2 separate regions of the Mus musculus genome follow, and region 1 is linked to region 2. The links are chromatin contacts, called in public Hi-C maps. All regions are on one chromosome and are shown on one strand. The core of a region is the stretch at or near the end of the contact, and the rest is flanking DNA. Distances in the headings are between cores, read along the strand shown.

What was found. A called contact is a pair of places that touch in the nucleus more often than the background predicts.
Region 1: a contact with region 2 is called in a Hi-C map of liver, with 2.3 times the contacts expected there. The contact joins the promoter of Ppm1b here to the promoter of Abcg8 in region 2. A contact is called at or near these places in 1 of 39 promoter capture datasets (liver) and 2 of 484 Hi-C or Micro-C datasets (the N1E-115 cell line and liver).

What each region holds. Positions count from the first base shown.
Region 1 is chr17:84,954,339-84,960,786 of GRCm38.p6, reverse strand. It overlaps Ppm1b (protein phosphatase 1B, magnesium dependent, beta isoform), which reads right to left and starts at 2,786. Exons shown (of 6, transcript NM_001159496.1): 1 at 2,393-2,786. It overlaps 1110020A21Rik (RIKEN cDNA 1110020A21 gene), which reads left to right and starts at 3,364. Exons shown (of 4, transcript NR_027929.1): 1 at 3,364-3,587.
Region 2 is chr17:84,680,677-84,686,798 of GRCm38.p6, reverse strand. Abcg8 (ATP binding cassette subfamily G member 8) reads right to left here and starts at 3,678. Exons shown (of 13, transcript NM_026180.3): 1 at 3,505-3,678; 2 at 78-182. The coding sequence starts at 3,567. Abcg5 (ATP binding cassette subfamily G member 5) reads left to right here and starts at 3,788. Exons shown (of 13, transcript NM_031884.2): 1 at 3,788-4,071; 2 at 4,667-4,788. The coding sequence starts at 3,926.

The sequences.
Region 1 (6,448 bases), core at 1,537-4,036, 270 kb before region 2:
GACTTAATAGTTATGTGACTACTAACATAAAACTGTGTATTGACATGAGCATCCTAGGAACTAAAAAGGCTCTCCCTTACTCCTGAAGTCTTCACAGACACCAGACACACAACGGGTGCTGAAGCTCTGCCCACCATTTACAAGACTCACCATACCAAGTTCAAGAAAAGTGGACAAATACCAACTAAAATATGAAAGCTCAAGTGACAACATACATGAGCATCCGTGAACACAAGGTACCAGGCAGAAACTGTCTTAGGAAGTTATGAGAGAAAATGCAACCATTAAACAAGCAAAAACAAAGACTTAAAGCTTCAGAAGAGAGCGTTCAGGAGCTGACGAGCAATTAGAGCACTTGCTGCTCTTTTGGAAGACCTGGGTTCAGCTCCCCAAGCCAAAATGGCAGCTCACAGCTGGCTGGAACTGGTTCCAGGAGAGCTCCTGCCCTCGCTCCCTCTTGGCCTCCACTACTAGCACCAGGCACTCACGTGGTGGTGCAAGTGGGTCATTTACACATTGTAAGCAAACACTCATGAAACAAATATAAAAAAATAACTTTTTAAAATATGAAAAGAGAGGGGAGACAAGAATGGTGATACACTATAATCCTAAGAATCTGAGGCAGGAGGATCACTTTGGGACCAGCCTAAGTAAGTAAGACCAAGGTCAGCCTGAGTCCCATTTTGCGATCCTGTCTCAAAGAAAAAAACAAAAAACCTCTAACAATTGGGGGTGGGGGTGGGGGGACGGTATTTCGGATGTGTGTGGAGAGGATTGCCCCACTAAATAATAAACAGTAACAAAAATTAAGTTCTTACGACAGCACACACTCTGTCCATTTGTAAGGACCACAAAAGCATTTTTTTAAAGAAAAAAAAAATCACTAGCTGGGTGTGGTAGTACAGACCTTCAAGGCACTTGGAGACCAGAGAATCTCTGTGAGTTCAAGGCCAGTGTGGTCTACACATCGAGTTCCACACCAGCCGGGGTTATATAATCAGCTCCCTATGCCCTGGTCTCAAAATAAATAAAAGATTATCCTTTAAATATTATTGCAAGTGAAGTCTACACTGGGAAAATTCTATAATAGTCAGAATAACCTCCATACTCAGAGATGATGTATTTCAAAGGCAACCTACAAAAGGAACACTGTAATTGCACAACAGAGAAAGTAAATGAAGTAGTATCTATGAACATGTAGGGGCCATCGCGCAGAACACACTGTGACTTATACCCTCTTCACTGGACAACCTACCACTTCTCCATCCAGGCAGTAGGCTCAACATAAAGAGTTCCTGTGCTAATCCCACAGTAAGCTTCAGTTAACTCTCACATCACAGGAGCTATAAACGTTTGTTAACAGAAAAAGAATGTTTTTCCCAAAATAGCCGCATAACATGAAGACAACCCAAATTCCCTAATAATCCCTTTATAAGACTCCTGCCAGTTTTATTTTGATACATTAAACATGTGGGGCCTATTTTAAAAGTTCTGTGTGACTTACCAAAACAACTTCTTAGTTGTTTTTAAGTTTCCAAGTTGTTTTTAGAAGCGCTTGAATACTGATGAATTTGGGCAGCTATCAAATCCTTAAGAGGCAATTTTTTGCCAAATAAGATGGGCAAACGTCCTAGAGGTGCTAAAACTGGTATTAGAGGTCATGCAACTTTTTTAAAAAATGAAGAAATGGCTCTAACATTCACCAAGCCCTTCATTTATATAAGTTTATTTCAGGGTTCTTTTCAGCTATGCTTAATGATACTTTCTTTCCTTAAAGGCTTTTAAAGATAAAAAGTAATGACCGATCACATAATACTGTCCAGTCTATTCTTAATGGAATTCATGTAAACTTGAGATGGAGTTCATAGTAATTTCATTTAAGAAGCCCATTGTTAAGCACGACACCCGAAATTTTCGGACCGTGGTTGGTGGGCAACACACAGACACGAACCCCCGAGTCTGGCTAAGAGGAGCAAGACAAACGGTTTAAAGCACAGGAGGGGGAAGGAGGCCCGGAGAGGCACAGACAGAAAAACCAGAAAGATTTCACAAGAAAGGAGAGCGGAGCGCAGGGGAGGGCAGAAAGCGACCGGGAGAGAGAGCCACACCGAAAGGTGTTTTCCGGAGCGGCGGGCAGGACTGGGTGAGCCGCGGCCTTGGGGTGGCCCGCGCGCCCATGGGCGCTGCCTGCACGCCGCGGCGCGAGGGGAAGCAGCGGACTTCCACGCGCCCCGGCAAACTACTCCCTCGCCGCGCCGCGCCCCGCGAAGCCTCGCGCGCAAGCGGAGGCGGCGGCGGCAGCCCAGGCCCTGGGCCTAGCCCGGTGCTCCGAGAGCAGGCTGGACGGACGGACGGCCGTTCCCCCACTCGGCTGGGCGCAAAGCGGCCTTACCTGGGGCGAAGGTAGAAAGGGAGGTCTCGCGGGCTCGCCCGCCGCACAGCCGCCCGCGGCCCCCGGCTTTCTCCCGAGACGCGACACCGCCTCCGCCGCCGCTTCGCCCTCGGGGGCTCGGCCACCGCCGCCGCCCGAGCTGTTTACACCGTCCGGCCCCTCACACCGCCGCCGCCGCCTTCTCTCCAACCCAGAGCCGCTGCCGACTCGGCCGCCGCCACCTCCTCCGCCGCAGCCTGATCTCTCTGGAGCATCTTCCAGCCACCGGACACGGAGAAACAGAGACTCCAGCCGCGCCGGCAGGAAACTCCCCCGCAACTGCCAGGGGGGACCAGGCGGTCAGAGCACCAGCGGCTTTTCCGCCATTGAGCAGCGGCCGCTCCGCTCCTTCTGCAACCCCCCTCCCCTCCCCGCACCGCCGTCTTTCCCCGCCCCTCCTCGGGCTCCGCCCCCCAAGGGCACCCATTGGGACGCCGCGTGTGTCACCGCTGCCCTCGGTTTGCTGAGAAGCCTGTCAATCTACGTTCTCCCGCCCAACCTGGCCCCTAGTATCTTCTGTGCTTCTCTTTCCCCGCCCACACGGCCCCGCCTCTGAGTCTTTAATTTCTCATTGGGCGTCAGTGCCCACCTTAATTGGCAAGGTCAACTATCCATCACACACCGCCCACCAGTGAGGCCCAACCCTTCATTACCATTTACTTTATTCAGCCCCACCTCCGCCTTGCCCTAACTCCTGACGTCACCGACCTGCCCACCCTAGTAGCCATAGGTAGAGTCCTCCGTCAGTCAAATTACGCCCCAACTCGAAGACCGATATCCTTTTCTGATTGGTTCAAATGGCGGCCTGATCCTCCGACTATTGGCTTCCTCTACTTGTCCGTCAAGAAACCAATTTCCAAGTCCGTCACTTCGGCTTTTTTTAAATGAACGCGCAAAAGTATCCTAAAAGGGATTGGCTAGTATTCGTAGATGGCCAAGCCCCGAGTCTGCGGACCCTGCAGTTCTGACCTCTACACTTCGCGGAGAACGAACACCATAAAGAAACCAACGGGCAGTCCAGTTATAGGTGGAAATTGGTCCCACCCGGAGTGGAGAGAGCCGGCTTCTGATTGGCCAGAGAAGTGCCCCTAGACCCTCATTGGAAGAAGTGGCCGCCTCTCTTTGGCATAGAGCTGTGAAGGAAGAGCTCAGAAAGGTTCGAGAAAGGGCCTGGAGAGAGGCGTTGTTTTGCTTCAACTACGGGTGGGGCGCACGCGAGAGTGCAAAACTGGGCGCGTAGGGCTCTGGGGAGGTGATGCAGGGAGGGAAAGAGCCCGGATGTTCCCTAACAATGAAATCATCTCTGACCAATCAGAGCCTCATTGTTGGGATACCTGCATGACCTGTCTCCAGCAGGGGAGAGTGGGCGGGAAGTTGAGAAGGCTGAAAAGCCACTTGAGAAAATGGGACAGGAGATCCCTTCGGGATGATTTTGCAATGGTTCAGATTGTTCGTTCTTCTTATTTACCTCGACCTCCTGCCTTCCAGCCCTTGGCAGTTCCGTGTTTTGTTTCTGAGTCTGATTTTTAAAACTCCTGTCTAGGCTCTTGACATTCACTAGGTCATTCCTCTCTTAAAGAGCACCTGCATTTTGCTAAGCGTGGTAGGTAGAACTGGAGATACAAAAGTAAGGCAGGCAGTCCCAGACTGGGAATGGTAGGTAATCATTGAACGTCTGCAAAGGGTAATGATGACATAAAGGAGTCTCCCTCTGGGTATGATTACTCGGAAGGCTTCACAAAGGCCGGGAGAAAACGGTCATCTAGTAACCACATTGAGCTAGAAAGTGAACCAGGTTAATTCTTCCAGATCAAAGTGTAATGGGGCACTTAAGCGCTCACCTGAAGAGTTTTTAAACTCGCTCAAGTCTTTGAAAGACGTTTTCGATCTTATTCATACTTAGGTATAAGTTAGTTGGGACAACTTAGGTTTAGACCGACCTAAGGGAGTGCAAATTCAGCTTTGAAAAGAAGGACATATTTCTGAAGCAATTTCCAAAGTGAAACTGGCGGAAATAAACATTTGGTTGCAATTCAGATTTCTCTGGAACTTCAAGTTTAAGAACTCTGTCTTAAGGTTTCTATTGGGACCATGAAACACCATGGCAACCAAAAAGCAACTTGAGTAGAAAAGGGTTTATTGGACTTACACTGTAGCCCATCACTGAAGGAAGCCGAACAAGAACTCAAACCTGCAGATAAGAGTTGATGGAGAGGTTACTAGCTTGTTCACATGGCCCGCTCAGCCCACTTATAGAATCCAGGACCACCAGCTCAGGATGGCATCGCACACAATGGGCTGCCCCCACCCACCCCCACCACCCCCATCAATCACTACTTAAGAAAATGTTCTACAGGCTAGCCCACAGCCAGCTCTTAGGAATGAAAGTTTGTCTCCTCTCAGATGTCTCTAGCTTGTGTCAAGTTGTCATTAGAATGTAGCCAGCACACATGGTGTTTTTTCAGGATAGTGGGCAAACAGGTTCCTAAAATTAGAATCACCTGAGGTTCCAAGCTACATTCATGCCTACAAAATCCAGAGCTCACTCTGGGGAGAAAGCTCACTACAATACAATTTTATTTCATTTATTGTGATTCTGGAGATTGAACTTCGAAAGATAATTTTTAAAAGTAGTCTTTGGGTGCTAGATTTTTTTGTTTTGTTTTGGTTTTGGTTGTTTGGTCAGTTGACTGTTTGTTTGGTTGGTTGATTTGGTTTGGTTTGGCACACCAATTCTTAGACCCAGTGACTGAGAATTGGAGACAGCCATAAAAATTTCTTTCTCTGATTTTGCATACTGTAGGTGAGCTTCAATAAAGAAAAGAAAGTAAGCCCACTTTAGCTCTGACTACCCCTTCAAGGGGCTTCATTATGGAATCAAGAAGGGTTTAATTACATTTAGTGTTTGTGTGTGTGTGTGTGTGTGTGTGTGTGTGTGTGTGTGTGTTTGCAGTGGAGGTCTGAGGGCAATTAGTTCTTGCCATCCTGTAGGGTCCCAGAGTACAACTGAGGCTATTAGACTTGATTATAATCTCCTATCCCTGCAGAGCCATCTTCGACAGCCTGGGAATTATTTAAATGACTTACACAATATATTTTTTAAATCACACCTTTGCTTGGGACACCTTATATTAGAAGATTGAAGTACGGGACCTCACCTTCCAAAATAAGGATCAACATGCTAAAGATCAACAAATAAGGGCTCTTGGATTCCCTTGCCTCGAGAACCCAGGCAACCACAGACAGACATCAGAGCCCTGTCTCGCACTGCTTGATTTCCTCTTGATCTCCTTTGGCAGACACTCAAATGCAATATGAGATTCAGTGATGTAACTAGGCTGCGGATTGTATACAACTCACTCTTTAATCACTAAAAGTAAGAAAACATAACTGAGGTTTTGTTGTTTGTTTGTTTGTTTTATGTCTAAGACTACAATGAGATCACAGACGAAAAAACCATTAGGTTAACTTTCTGAATTACTGAAGCTTAGCAACAAACCCTTAAAGAAGCCCCCAAAGGATTCACAAGGTTAAACGGCGGTATGTGTCGTGGTAGATAGGGGATATGTCACACACAATCAGCACCGTCACAATGGTTCTGCAACAGCTTGGTACTCTGGTGACTACACCCTGAGCCTTGGTTTGCCCGACCATAATGCCTTTCTTTAGAGCCACATAAAGAGCAGTAGAGCCGGGCGGTGGTGGCGCACACCTTTAATCCCAGCACTCGGGAGGCAGAGGCAGGGGGATCTCTGAGTTCAAGCCCAGCCTGGTCTACAGAATGAGTTCCAGGACAGCCTGGGCTACACAGCGAAACCCTGTCTCAAAAAAAAAAAAAAAAAATTGAGACAATGCTAAGTATAAGGTAGAAAATTGTCCTGATTAGGATGCTCGTTTTCTTTATGCTGAGCTGGGGTCACTTTTGTTTGTCTTGAGACAGGGTTTATTGTTTTTGTTGTTGTTATTGTTTTTATGTAGCCCTGGCTGTCCTGGAACTCACTATGTAGACCTCACTGA
Region 2 (6,122 bases), core at 2,429-4,928:
TGGGCTCACCCTTCCTTCTCCTGAACATTTTGTTAGCTGCCCACCCTTCTCCCCTGAACCCAGGCACGTGCCCCTACCTGGTAGGTGAGATCTCTGACCTCCAGAGTGTTGGACTGACCACTGTAGGTGAAGTACAGACTGTTGTCACTTTCCGAGGAGAACAAGCTGTCCTGGAGGCCCTGCTGGGAGACATGTAGTCAATGTGTAAGGGTCACATGCAGAGAGCGCCTTCCCCGGTTCTCATTTCTTTGTGTTGGAAACCATCAGATTCTTCTCTCCGGGTCTTTTGCTTTGAAAGTAAAATTTTTATTTTATTTTGTGTGTATGACTGTTTGCCTGCATGCATGTGCGTGCGCCACACACATACCTGGCACCCTCAGAGGTCAAAAGAGGTCACTGGGTCCTCTGGACCTGGAGTTATGGGTGGTTGTGAACCATCTGTGTGTGATGGGAATGGGGTCCAGGTATTCTCAGGTGCTTTTAATGTTTGAGCATCACCCCAGCTCCATTCTCTGATCTTTACTAAAAAATAATAATAGCAATGGCTTAAACTATGGTCACCCCGCTGTGCTTCAGAACACTAGAATTTATGTCTCCCATCTCATTTTGATGCCCAGGATCTGACTGCCAACCATCCCCTACCCTGTAATATAATTCATCTCTCTGAAGTAGGAATATATTGGAGATATCTTTTGGGGTGTGTGTGTGTGTGTGTGTGTGTGTGTGTGTGTGTGTTGGGGAATCAAATCCATAGCATCAAATATACTAGGCCAATCATGATACTGACAGAACCATAGCAACACATCCGGGGTCCCTGGGGTTTCTTGTTTTCAAATCAATTATCTTTAGGAGAGATCTTAGTTACTTGCATGGGCTAGGAATTTGTTCCTAGACACTTGTACTGATACAAAGTTTCTTCCATTGGCTTCAGGAGTGGAGGGGCTACTGAGGGAGGAAAGCTCTCAGGTTACTGCGCTAATGTGAAGACCTGGGGGGGGGGGGGTTAGACAGACAGAGAGGACAGAGTGGAAGACAGGGATGCAGTTGATTAGTGCCCAGGTCGCCACTCTGACTCACTCAAACCCACTGACCCCGTCCACACGGAGAGTCTGGGTTTCCAGGAGCCTCACAGTCAACTCAGCTTCTGAAAGGAAAAAAAAAATATATCCTGTCTGGCTTGTGGATGACTTCTGTTCCATTTTAAAATATTTTCCTTGGCACCCAGGAAGGATTCCTGAGGTTTTGACAAATTCTCTCTATTTTTCAAACCCTTAAATATCTATTCGGCTGACACATTAATCAGCACGACTGTCAGAACATCATTTGAATCTGTGACAGGTGACACCCTAAAAAAGTGAAAGCGGGTTTATTTGTAGGTAACTAGTGTGGCTCCTGCTGGGCTACAATGTAACGTCTCCTTGTATTAACTTCTGGTTACATTCCTGAGTCAGAAGCACAGACACATGGGAAAATCCAGAGGGCACAAAAAGGGAGAAATGTGCAGAAAACAGTGGTGCCTGGTGGGGACATATATGGTAAGTCTTTGGCCCAAGGCACATACCTGGCCCTCTGTTGACCCCTGCAGACACCATCTCATCTGCCTCTGCTTAGAGTCCAGGCTTTCCTATCCCTGTCTGCAGTGCGAGGAGCTGTAGACCATGGGTCCTGGCGCCCTGGTACTCAGTGCCAGAATTCCCTGTGAGATAGCCCTGATCTCCTCCCTCCTTCCAGGCCATCACTGAGTATGGGTAGTGCCGGTCTCTGTGAAGACCTGACTCGAATATGAGTAGAAAGACGGTGTGGCCGCTATGTGAGTTCTTTGTAGAGTGAGATGCTGGGTGGGCAGAGGAGGAGATGGATGGCCACGGCATGGAGCAGAAGCCAGCCAGCTCCGCAAGAAATGCTCAGTTTTCTAAATTTGCATACAGAGATGAGAGGCTGGAAACCACTGGGCAGTTTTTAGCTTGACTGACAGCTTTTAAGAACGGAGGCACAGGGCATATCAGTGTCATTGTCTCCCCCCCACCCCAAGCCCTGCAGTTGTCAGTGGCGGGCCATCACAGGGCACCTACAACAGTGGGACCTCACAGAAGGAACTTGTAGGTGGCAGGACCTAGGCACACTTTTGAATATAGAATTCTGACAGCTCATTGCCTTTTTAGCTGTAATCTGAAGGGCAAAAGCCCCCACACCCACCACTGATTTTATATCCTACTCAGGAAGGGAGCATCAAAGACGTAGAAGGAGTTATTTCCCCATAGACGTCTGCCTCATGGGGATTCTGACAGCAGAGTTGCCTGTTGCTGTGGTAGTAGGATTGGTCAATCTCAGGCAATCCTGTCTCCCCTAGAACAGGGGACTGAGGCGTCCCTGTTGAATGTGGCCATCCTGTTCTGGTCTTTGTCTCCAGAAAAGTGGGCCGGGTGTAGAAGCTGGGGGGAGGGGGAGGTCGTCTTTGCTCTGTCTTCCCATACTGCCTTCTGCTTCAAATCCTGCCCACAACTCGAGTCAAAGGCCATTTATCAAGCAAATGTTTCTCCGGTTAATGAGGAAGGAGGCCTAGGAGCTCCACTTCCTGGCCACCTCGCTGCTCTCTGTCCACTCTGCCTCCCTCCCAGACCATAAGACTGCAAGCACACAATTCTGACGCTCCCAAACAAGCGATCACTATCACAGCCAGTGTATTTGTAAACTGCCTGAAACCAATGTGTAGCCATAGAAATATTTTCTTGTAATAAGAGAAAAAAATAAATCGTGGGCTGGGGGAATGGCTCAGTTGTAGAACACTTGGTTCAACCTCCTGTTACACACAGGGGGGGGGGAGAAGTGGGGGGGCAGAGGAGGAGGAAGGAAGAAGGAAGAGGGAAGAGGAGAAAGAGGAAAGTGGCCCTCAGAGGGATTTATGACCTGACTTCCCAGCCGTGAGCCCTGCCCTTTCAGTGAGGTTTCTCTAAGCAGAGCCTCAACTCTACAAGGTAGCGAGATGCCTCAACCCCTCCTTGGCATTTGTTCCTGACACCTGCCCTTTCTCTCTGTCTCTCTGTCTATTGGTCTGTCTGTCCCTGCAGCTTCTCAGCCTCACACAGAGACCTTTAGGCTTCCCCCTGGCCTTCTCTTTCCTCTGGTTCTCACCAAACAATGCCAAGGACTAACTTACTACATAAGTATGGCAAGCGTAGCGATCTGTTGTTACCTCCCCGCTGTCTCTTGACTACCACTGAGATTCTTGGTCTGACAGTCACATGGGTCAACGCTCTGTGATGGAATGTCATTTGGAAAACATCAATCCCGGTCATTCACAGGAGCGTGCTGTCGTGGGGAAGTGACCTCAGAGGTCTCCTGGCTCCTGAGACTGTTCCCCTCAGACCATCAACACTGAGGAGACAGGGCCCTGCCGCCCCATTTCCATTCTACTTGAAGTCCAGGTGGTACATTAGGACTAATCCTGTGGTAGGAAAGAAAAGTCAGTCTGACACTGCCTCCCCCCTGGCAGAGCTCACTCACCGAAGCATCCTGAAGTACAGTCCCATTCCACAGCTGGGTCTCTTCTTTGGTTTTCTCAGCCATGACCAGTGCTGTTTGTGCCCTTTGTGTGGCCTCCCCTGCTGTTGGGCTCTCTCTGTCTTTGCTCCTTAGAGCTGGGGCACCTGAGCCCTCCTCTGTGCCAGCCTTTCTCCCAGCATTCCTCTCTGGCAAACACTCCTATAAACACACCGTGTGTTCTGCCTATTGTCGAGATAAGGACACTCTGGCTAAAGGTACATCAGATAATGGCATCGTTGGCCAAATTGGTGAACTGTTATCTCACGAGGATTCCAGGGCTGGGTAGGATCGGACAGGGCACTCCCATTGGCTCCTCAGTTAAAGCTGCCCTGGAGCCGGACAGGCCACTAGAAAATTCACTTGCATTTGCTTCCTGCTAGCCATGGGTGAGCTGCCCTTTCTGAGTCCAGAGGGAGCCAGAGGGCCTCACATCAACAGAGGGTCTCTGAGCTCCCTGGAGCAAGGTTCGGTCACGGGCACAGAGGCTCGGCACAGCTTAGGTGTCCTGCATGTGTCCTACAGCGTCAGGTAAGGGGACCTCCACAGCAAAAAGCTAGGCTCTCTGATTGCCTTTTCTGAATGGGTGGGTGGGCCTGTGGGCTTTGGGTTGTCTGTCCAGCAGATCAGGGTGAAAGTGGACAGTCTGTAACAACAGTGAGTCGTTCCTCCTCCTCCTCCTGCGCAGGGCAGAGCCTGGACATTAAAACATGCCCTGCCTGAAGCCGCTTGCTGCTTCTCACTGATTTCTGCTCTCCCCTTCCTTGACTCGCCCACCACCTGTCCTGTGTAGATGGAGAAGGCTCGGAGAGTGGGGGTGCTGGGGGCACAAAATGGAATGAACACTGCTGAAGGAATGCAGGGTTCACTTCAAGAAGAAAGCAGTGTGCAGGTGTACCATCTCCCAGTCAGAGACCCAGTAATCAGAGCAGCTAATGGGAGGCATGCTCCTTGGGTGGTGGCCAACTTGTCATTATACCTCCAAGGACAACAGAGTGGTACATAAGGCTAAAACAGAGTTGTCAACCTGTCCAGGGGCAACTGGGATGGGGTAGGGCTGGGAGCAGGGGTCTGGCACCTTCCAGGACCCTACTCTGCCTTTGCCCTTGTGGGATTTCCTTTAAAGCAACCGTGTCGGGCCTTGGTGGAACATCAAATCATGCCAGCAGAAGTGGGACAGGCAAATCCTCAAAGATGTCTCCTTGTACATCGAGAGTGGCCAGATTATGTGCATCTTAGGCAGCTCAGGTAAGTGCCTGGGGGGGCCGGGGCTCCTGTACTTCTAAGGCAGGCTCTGGGAGGCTTTGGCTCTGTCTAAGCACAATGTTTAAGAAGTAAGTTTAAGTTGTAGAGAGGCAGCCATGCATTTGGCATTTGAATACAATCTGGTGACTTGTCTGGCTGCCAATAGAACCTAGTACCAAAGTGAAATCTTGAGGAAAATCCCTGGAAAGAGTGGAAAGTCCTGCCTAACACGTAAGTGCCTTCTTTGCTTGTTTGATTGACTGTGATGCTAGAGAGCAAACCCAGAGCCTTGGGCATGCTCAGTAAACCTTCTGCCCCAGCACCCCAGCCCCAAATGTATTTCCCTCCCTTCCTCCTTCCCTTCCTTTCCCTTCCTCCCTTCTCTCCCTTTTTTTCTTTCTTCCTTCTATATTTCTTTCTTTTCTTTCCTTCCTTTCTTCCTTTCTTCCTTTCTTTTCTTTTGTTTCTTTGTTTCTTTCTTTCTTTCTTCCTTACTTTCTTTCTCACTTTGCATTCTGCTCACTGACCTTCTCCTGGCCACCCCTCCTGATTGTTTGATTGACTGTGGTGCAGGGAGGCCTAGGAGAGCTAAGAGCCCAGGTCAGTTGACTCTGTTGGTCTTCCTGTGGAGTTCCTTCGAAGGCCCCCAATTCTACTTTCAACTGATATTCCCACATCTGGAAAGTTTTTGTCAAGGAGTTGTTAGGCAGGACTTAACTTCTATTCCTGACCCTACTTGTCTTTTCATTATGATGGTCATCAGACACACAGTTGAGAACAGATACCACTAAAAAAGACCTCATGTTAATATAGTCTCACCGAGCACACCAAGCACACCAGGCTTTCTTTGGGCCTCTCTCTTCAGGAGTTAAGCATCACACACACTGCGCTGAGCCCACCTGTGTGTATTCCCCGTGTCTCACTATTCTTTCCAGGTGAGATTTTAACCTTTGAATGTGACTTCCATGTTTGTTTTGTGTTCTTCCACTAACTGTCATTATCCTCTGAGGGGTTTCCTCCTCTGCCCCTGCAAAACCTATAGCTGTAAATTTTCCTATCTGCAGCAGCTGGGGAGGGGTACACTGGCCCAGAAGAGGGGCTCTGGGTAGCATGCCGCAGTGTTCGCAACACTGGGTTATTCTGAATGCCTCTGCTTAAGGATTCTGGCATATTCGACTCACAGACCGTTCTTGACTGAGCAGCCCCTTGTAAACTGTCAGCATTTAACTGTCCCCTTGCCTTGTGCTCTCTTAGAAACAGGCAGTGTAAGGCTGTGGGGAGAGTCAGGTATGACACTGTTGGGTGTAGCTGAGAGTGAGTCCCAAAGCTCTGTGACA